Regions from separate parts of the Mus musculus genome. Here region 2 is linked to region 1. A link is a contact called in public HiChIP or PLAC-seq data. All regions are on one chromosome and are shown on one strand. Each heading gives the region's core, a stretch centred on a gene start, on an enhancer-like site or on the middle of the called end of the contact. The rest is flanking DNA. Distances are from core to core; before and after follow the strand shown. Region 1 overlaps Gm38937 (a long non-coding RNA gene). Region 2 overlaps Cltc (clathrin, heavy polypeptide (Hc)).

Evidence for each region. HiChIP or PLAC-seq counts read pairs in DNA pulled down with a chosen protein or histone mark.
Region 2: a contact with region 1 is called in a FOXA1 HiChIP or PLAC-seq map of pancreatic cancer cells. The contact joins two enhancer-like sites. A contact is called at or near these places in 1 of 39 promoter capture datasets (pre-B cells) and 1 of 115 datasets of contacts at active chromatin or transcription factors (pancreatic cancer cells).

The regions. Positions count from the first base shown.
Region 1 is chr11:86,378,266-86,382,713 of GRCm38.p6, reverse strand. All of the region lies in intron 1 of Gm38937 (a long non-coding RNA gene), which reads left to right. Among named protein-coding and RNA genes, the nearest start is that of Gm38937, 3.6 kb to the left of the region's middle. Within about 2 kb of position 2,108, at least 81 of the 459 cell types and tissues checked have an H3K27ac peak or open chromatin away from gene starts, as enhancers often do. A contact at or near this core is called in pancreatic cancer cells, where this site is marked.
Region 2 is chr11:86,747,444-86,751,775 of GRCm38.p6, reverse strand. All of the region lies in intron 1 of Cltc (clathrin, heavy polypeptide (Hc)), which reads left to right. Among named protein-coding and RNA genes, the nearest start is that of Cltc, 8.0 kb to the left of the region's middle. Within about 2 kb of position 1,820, at least 49 of the 459 cell types and tissues checked have an H3K27ac peak or open chromatin away from gene starts, as enhancers often do. A contact at or near this core is called in pancreatic cancer cells, where this site is marked.

The DNA of each region.
Region 1 (4,448 bases), core at 859-3,358:
GTTTGAGGAAGCTGAGCCAAATGACCTCTAAAGAGTACACAGCAGAGATGGGGCAAGCCAGTGGCTCTGTGTGTGTGTCTGCGCGCGTGCACGTGCGAGAGAGAGAGAGAGAGAGAGAGAGAGAGAGAGATAGAGAGAGAGAAAGAAAGAGAGAGAGAGGGAGAGGGAGAGGGAGAGGGAGAGAGAGAGATCTCTTTAGGAGTGCTGAGTGTCATTCCCCCTTTGAGACAGGGTCATTCCCACTTACTAGGATTGGGTAGCTGGCCATTGTGTTCCAGGTATCCTCCTGCCTCCACCCGCCCATCACTAGAATTATAAGCACATGCTACCACACTGACATTTTCATGTAGGTTGTGGGGTTTGATCTTGGGTCCTCCTGCTTGCAAGGCAATCCCTTTACTGATTGAACCATCTCCACAGCCCCTGAGACTGGTAATCTCTAGAAGCTAGAGGTCTTCTAATCTTGAAAGACTTTGTGCCTCTCTAACCCCAGGGCTTCCATCATGAACACTACCACATCCAACTTGTCTGGTGTTGTCTTGCTGTGCATGCAGATGTCCAGCTCCTGGGTTTCTGTGCTCCAGCCCTACGACTAGGGTCTACACAAACTTCCATAACCTCAAGTAACCCTGGGCCAATACTGAATACTCCTTTCCAAGTCACACGACCAGATGGTCCCAGGGGAAATTCAGTTCTCTGTGTGTTTTTATTTCCAAATGAAGGCTCTCTTCAGACAACAGAACAAATGTGCCAACATCCTGTTCCAAAACCCAGAAAACACAAATTCCCAAGAACCACCAGCCCTTTAGTCAGTCTGGCTCAAAGAGAAAGCTATTACTAATTCAAGATCCCGTAGCCTTACCTCCTCTTGCCTCACTGGTAGTAACACTGCACAAAACATGTAAAGAACTGAGTCATGCTATCATCCTGTCGATGGCTTAACGATTAGAAGTGTGAGGGACTGCCCTTCAGTCTGACCTTCATTGACATAGTAAACTATGTCTTTGGCTTCCAGTGGGGATGGCAGTGGGGGTGGAAGGGAGTGACTCAAGGTTCTAGGCTAGTATTATGTGGTGATGATTTTGAATGGCTTCTCTAAAATACTTCATTGAGTACTGCCTAAATAAACAAGATGATCTAAAGCCTGGCATAAGGAGCCAGTGCTGTGTTGAAATCTATGCACTTGGACCCAGACCAAGGACCGTCCCATAGAATCCCTGAGAAACAATCCTCTTGAAGATGATCATTTATTCCTACCCAGGGCTACGGATACTGATTCTTTTGCACAAAGGAACTTCACACAGGTTCCCTAATCCTTACTCTGGCTATCATTTAAGTGATCCATGAAGGACCTGTGATCTGCTCAAAGCCAGCCCTGTTCACTCCCTGCCCTGTCCTGTACTCAGAGCTCCTGAATCAAACAAGTAGCCTCTAGCTTTCTCTTCCACAGTGGATGGAAGGCTTCTCTGAAGTATAAGGTTTACCCCACCCCATCATGGTAAAGGTATCATTTTTATAGAATGTATGCCATGTATCATTATAATCCCTTTCTTGTAAGGGAAGTTTATTAGAGTTAAACTGCTGGTTGCTGGCCAACCAATGTATTAATAGTTCTTGGTCAAGTGCCAATCCTTAGTTTAATCAGCTGCCTTGACCTCAGGAGATGGGGAGGGTCATGTGGTGTTAAATGGGACAACCTGTTACTCGTGTTCCTGAGGGCAGCTAGTGCAGAAAGCACTGAACAACTTATCCACGAGCCTCACGCGAACAAGCACACGTAGTAAGTCAGAATGTGCTTGAGTCGATTTCGTAATTATTCAGCTGACATCTTTCTTTCTCTGACTGGAGAAGAAGGCACACGGGTGCACCCAGTAGGTGCTCAATGGCTAATTTTCAATGAAAGGAAAAAAAAATCCCTGACTAAAGCTGGCAATCGGTGGAGTAGAGAGAAGTTGGAAATATCAGGAGAGGAATGTAATGAATCAAAGGTCTGACTGAGTCAGGTTATGAGTAAGCCAAGTTATGAATAAGCAGAGCCAACAGTGTGTAAAAATACCCACAGTGTAAATGACACGAGAGCTAGGCAGTAGTGAGCAGAAGGCATGGCAGGCACAAGGGAGGACTGAGTCACCTCGGAACTCATTCCTTGAGGCCAGAGCTTCCTTCCTACTCAGCGCTTCCTGACTCTAGTAGCCTGTCTTCCCTAGGGTCCTGTGAACATGGACTCTTACAATAAAACTCCCTGAGGCTAACCTGATGAACTGGCACTTGTTGGTCATCTCAGCTCTGGAAGATCAATTAGTATTACTTAGCTCGTGAAGTCATCACCCCTTTCAGCAGACTGGCAGTCAAGCTGTGTGGAAACTTAGACATGTTTTTATTCAAAGTGGAGATACCACCTTAGACTCAACCTAGACCCCCTATATAAATAAACTTTATTTTAATTATATTTAAGCTGGGCATAGTAGTGCATGCTTTTAATCCCGGCACTCGGGAGGCAGAGGCAGGCGGATCTCTATGAGTTTGAAGTCAGCCTAGTTTACTGGTCTGCGATGAGTTCCAGGACAGCCAGAGCGCCAGAGCTATGTAGTGAGACCCTATCTTTAAAACAAAACAAAACAAAGAGAAAAAAGAAAAAGAAAAAAATGATTTTCTTTTCAAGATAGGATCTCACTCTGCACCCTGGCTAGCCTGGAGCTTGCTATGTAGAACAGGCTCACCTCAGACTCACAAGTATCCTGTTTCTACCTCCCAAATGCCGGCATTAAAGACATACATCACTACTCCTGGCCGTAACATACTATATTTATCTCTGTTTCAGTGGAATTTTTATCCTGCTGAAGCAAAAGCAAACAAATTTGCTCTATTGTACCTTCATCTTTAAATTAAACATTAGTAAGAAAAATTAAATATTACTTTAGAATAATTTTAGGGGATATTATGAAGATTGACCATCTTCATCATTACCGATGTTAACTTCTAGACTTCTGTGCATTATTAATTACTTAATGACAACCCACCAAGCTGTAAGTTCCCTGACAGTCTTGAGTCCTTTTTGGTATCTAAATCTCTTTATTTACTATTGCTGCTTTAACAAGTTACCATATGTTGACTTGCCTAAATGGCACAAATTCATTATCTTGTAGTTAGTGGGGTAGGAGTTGGATACAGACCTGACTGGGTTCAAACCAAGGTATCATCAGAGCTGCTTGCTTTTTCTGGAAGCTCTAGGGAAGGCGCCTCACTTTTTCTCAGCTTCTACAGGCTTCTGGCTCCCTCCTTCACTTCCAAAGCCAGCATGCTGCGCCTTGTTTGTGTTACATATCTGACCCTCTTTCATGGTCCCTTCTCCCTCCAACTGATGTCAGCTGGCAAAGGTTCTCTGTGGGGATTCCAGAATAATCTTGCAACGTCCCTTAGCCTTAATTACATCTGTAAAATCCCCTTTGTAACATAATATATTCACCGATTACCTTGGATTAGGACACACATCTTTTAGGGAAGCAATTATTCTGCCCCGCACACTGTAATTACCAATCCTTCTGTGGTCTGATAAGAACATCTAGGATCATGACAGCATTCAAGATGCGTCTCAAAAGCACAAATTGCTAGAAAGAAGAAACCTCATGATAAATAAAATCTAGTCCTTTCCATTGGAGACCAGCAGAAGTGGTTATGTTGGCTCAAGCAGGCAATCTCAGTTTGGCAAGGAGAGAGGAGGATCCAGAATGTGAGGGTAGGCTAGCCTGTGATACACAGTGAGACTGTCCAAACAAACAAACAAGGAGAAGAAAGGAGGAAAGAAATCAGTAGAAACTGTGATTAGCGTCAATGTGCTTGTGCAGTGAGATTTATATTAACTTCTACAGGGATCCTTTCCAATAGATATTAACTTCATTTTATAGCCAAGGAAAGTGAGATTCTGAGTAGCTAAATACTCTGTGCAAAGTTACATAGCTGATCCTAGCCAGTCGTTTGGAATCTCAGCTAGGTCTGTCAGGTACTCAACCCCATGCAGTTTCCACTGTGCACATGACCGTGCAATTTTGGTGTGCAATTTAGCCCACGTATATGAAAATGGCTGACAAAGGGTTCCCTCGGGGACTTTAGGTAGAACTTTCTTTGACTTTTTAAACTTTTACTTTTTTTTTTTTTTTTTAAATAGGATCTTGCGGGGCTGGTGAGATGGCTCAGTGGGTAAGAGCACCCGACTGCTCTTCCGAAGGTCCGGAGTTCAAATCCCAGCAACCACATGGTGGCTCACAACCATCTGTAACAAGATCTGACGCCCTCTTCTGGAGTGTCTGAAGACAGCTACAGTGTACTTACATATAATAAATAAATAAATCTTTAAAAAAAAAAAAAAAATAGGATCTTGCTATGTTTCTCAAGAGTTGGTCTTGAACTCCTGGGCTCAATCAATCCTGCTGCCTCAGCCTTCCAAGTAA
Region 2 (4,332 bases), core at 571-3,070, 370 kb before region 1:
TCATCCCTCTGGATAGTTCAAATTAGCCTCCTTTTATAGATGAGAAAGCTAATCACACAGATAGTGATTAGATTTTAATGTTTATATTTTCCGTTTGGCAAGGTACTTTCTTCAGTGAATAGTCTATATAGTTTTAAGTGCAAAATTTACTACATTTAGGTCAGTGAGATGGTTTAGATGGTAAAGACACTTTGCTGTGCAAACCCAAACACACTTAAACCCCTTGCACTGAATAAATGCACAGTTGTCCTTTGACCTCCACATATGTAGAATGGCATGCATGTATATGCACACACGCATTGTGTGCGCATACATTATAATAAATAACATTAAAAAATTTATCACTATTGTTTGTTCTATACTGAGGTGTTCTTTAATACATATATTTAGTTTTTTTTAAATGCATTTGAGTGTTTTTTGTTTGTATGTATGCACCAAATGTGTGCAGTGCCCACAGAGACAGAAGAGGGCATCGGATCCCCTGGACAGTTAGAAGTCACCATATGGATGCTGGGAATGGAGCCCAGGTCATCTAGAAGAGTAGCTAGTGTTCTTAACTGCTGAGCCATTTATCTAGTCCCAGCAGTTTTACTTTGGGTGGTTTTGTTTTGGAGACAGGCTCTTGCTGTCTGTGTTTTAGACTATGTGCCCTTGAGTTCTTCATCCTCCTGTCTTTGCTTCCCAGGGGCTGGAATTACAGGCACAGTCCACCATGTCTGGCATAATAGCTTTTATATGAACCAACATTTGTTTTTTTCTCTTTGCCTTAATTATTTAGATGATACTTTTTTTTTTTTTTCCTTCGAGACAGGGTTTCTCTGTGTAGCCCTGGCTGTCCTGGAACTTACTTTGTAGACCAGGCTGGCTTTGAACTCAGGAATCTGCCTGCCTCTGCCTCCCAGTGCTGGGATTAAAGGCGTGCACTAGCACTGCCCGGCTAGATGATACTTTTTTTTTTGTTTTTTTTTGTTTTGAGACAGGGTTTCTCTGTGTAGCTCTAGCTATCCTGGAGCTCACTCTGTAGATCAGGCTGGCCTCGAAGAAACCCGCCTGCCTCTGCCTCCCAAGTACTGAGATTAAACGCATGCACCACCACTGCCCGGCTAGATGATACTTTTAAAGGGTGTTTTCTCCAAGTTCTCAGCAATGAAATACCCTAGAAAGATTAGGATCAAGTTAATTTTAGACCAGGATTATCTGTATTCCTCTCAAAGTAGAAGCTTTGGGACTTTCCAGTTGTCTTTTCTTTAATGACAAGTGTGTGTTCCATTCTGAAGCCACTGTTGTGTTTTTTTTTTTTTTACTTTATATTCATGGTTTTGGATTTATACTAATGCAGTGTTAATACTTCCTGTTCTGACTTAAAAAGGTAAATAGTTTTTGTTTTGTTTTTTGTTTGCTTTTAAGTTAGATAAAGCAGCCTTTCTTTTTCAGTTATTTCTGAAAAGAATAGGAACCAAACTCATTAAAGCCACATTTCATCATACTATGAAATTTAAACTGCAGTGTACAATTCTGGAAAATGCCAGTTTGGGTTTTATTTGATTATGTCAGGATTTTAGCTTGTCTCAACTTCCTCATTTAGTATACACTTCCTGGCAACTGTGATGTTAGCTTATAGTGTAGGTTGTGTTTATGGTATAGTACTTAGCCTTTCTATACATATAAATATTAATTCTCCCAACTGCCTTAGAGAGTTGTCTTTTCATCTACTTAAAGAATACATGCACAGCATGTTGAAGGACAAAACTACAATCTGCCCACTATTGAAGCCAAGCTCTTGGAGTTCTGCCAGACTGTTTCCCGCTTTTCATTTTCTATCCCTATGCTATTTCTGGAGTAGGGAAGGGAAGCACCTATAGTGATGCACACCAAGGGGTCTTAGAGATGGTCTTAAACTATTGAACCGGAATCTTAGGAGCTGAGAAGTAGGATTCGGTTAATAGTTGAGGTCATTTATTTCCAACTAGCTTGCTCATCTGAAATGAAACCACCAATGACTACACATGTTTAGCTTGTAGAATTTATAAATGTGTAGACTTGGTAACTCTAAGTGGACCTTAATTATTTGAGAATGATTAATCAGGTGAAAAGAAACCCGTAAGAGGTACATGATTCATGAAACCCCTATCTTTCCCCATTCTGCAGTAGTCTGTATGTGGGTATATTGAACTGTGGACAAGATGGTTTTGTGTTTGTTTGCTTTTTAACCATAAAACATCCTCTAGGAAAGAATCTTGGTTAACTCTGGAGGAGCAGGAAGTGCTCTCCTCTGCGCCAGCTCCAGCTCGGGTTTACTTTCCCTGTGTAGAGAAAGGCAAATGACTGGGTTATTTATTAAGGCTACTGAATCTTTTAAAGTTTATACTTTCAAAGGGGCTAAAAGCTTTTGCATGTGAATGTGAGTGTGCATATTTGCTTAGTTGCTGGCAATAAAACAGAGGGCCTTGCCCCAGTTAAGTGTAAGCTCTTATTTCTCAGCTAACACCCTAGCCTTTACAAGCCTTTTTCTTTTTTTCTTTAAATAAAATTCACAAAACCTAAATTAGCCATTTTAACACGAACATGAATGTGAACAGCACCCTGTGCCGAATTTGTGGCAACTCTTGGAAACCCATCACTCACCTGTATTCTCAGCTCTAGGGAGGCTGAGGCAGGAGGATTTGAGTATGAGGTCAGACAAGATTTTACAGGAAGGCCTCATTTCCAAATAAATAATTGAATGACTTAGTGTTCAAATGTGACATCAGTTAGGTGTATTTATTTTCAAACATTTTCAATGCATGAGATGGAAGTTAATACCTGTTGAGCAATCTTCCTCTCATTTCTTACCATCCATTGGCAACTGGTAATCTGATTTCTGTCTCTAAGGACTTAATTTTGTGGCTCTTTTACATAAATGGAATCACACATTATGTTTTGTCTTGTTTCTGCTATGATAATGGGCAGGCAGAGGGAGGGCAGGATTTTGCTGTGTAGTCCAGTCTAGAGCTAACTTGGCATCTTCCTGTATTAGCTTCTTGAGTCTTAGGATTACAGGCATGTACCACCATGCCTGTCCAAGAACAAGTTACATATTTAGGAACTAAAGAGACCAAAATAAATGGAATAAAAGTTATTTTTAGATACTGGAAACAAACTTTGCTTATATGAAGGGAACAAGATGAGTATGATAAACTAAAACTTATTATAAGCATTAAAGATATCCCTTCTCCTTGACCAAACAAAAGCAAGATATCTATCTATCTATCTATATTTTTTTTGAGACAGGGTCCCACTATATAATCCTAACTGGCCTGAAACTTGCTGTGTAGACCATGTTAGCCTTAAACTCCACCTGCCTCTGCCTCCTAAGCACTGGGTGTGAGCGACTGTGCCACCACCCGCCGTGGACTTCAGCTTTAACCTATTCAGTGGTTGTATATTACTGAGGTGGATTTTTTTTCCCTTCTTGGAAAAGGTGATCTACAATTTGAATACATGTCCCTAAAAGCCTAAAATCTGCTTCTTCCCCCTCAATTTCCTCAGTAATAATTGTGATAAAGTTAGAATTTAATACAGTAAAAGTTTGATACAAAAATTGTACTTAAAATACTGGATTGAAGATGGCTATGGGGAAACATGCTTGTAATTCCAGCACATGGGAGGCAGAAGAGTCTCACGTTGTGGGCTAGCCTGGACTATACATTTGAGATCCTTTAAAAAAAAAAAAACCAAAAAACCAAAAAAAAAAAACAAAAAACCAATCGCCAGGCAGTGGTGGCACATGCCTTTAATCCCAGCTCTTGGGAGGCAGAGGCAGGCAGATTTCTGAGTTCGAGGCCAACCTGGTCTACAGAGTGAGTTCCAGGACAGCCAGGGCTATACAGAGAAACCTTGTCTCCAAAAACCAAAAACAGAAACAAAACAAACAAATAACCCCCCCAACAACAACAACAAAAGACAATCAAGTTGCCAAATAGTAGGTACTTACTTAGTTAGTGTTAGTTGAAGACAAACTAATTGCAATCTTGTTTGAACTTTCTGAAATGCTAATATTAAGTGATTTTGACACAGCCAGAAACTCTTTATGTTGAAAGCAATTTCATTCATTCATGTGAACCTGAAATTTGTGGCACTTGAGCTCACAAGAAAATATTTCAGTAATCCATAAAATAAAATGATTCTGGTTTTGTAACTTATAGCACCTGGTAAACTGTAAATTGGTCATGCTACAAATAAGTAATTCAAGCAGAAAATGAGCAGTACAGCATTGTGTCTAACTTTCTAACAGGTCTGCTAGCATAGAGTAGAAGTTCACAGGAGAGTGTGCAGCAGTGGCACGGCTGGGGT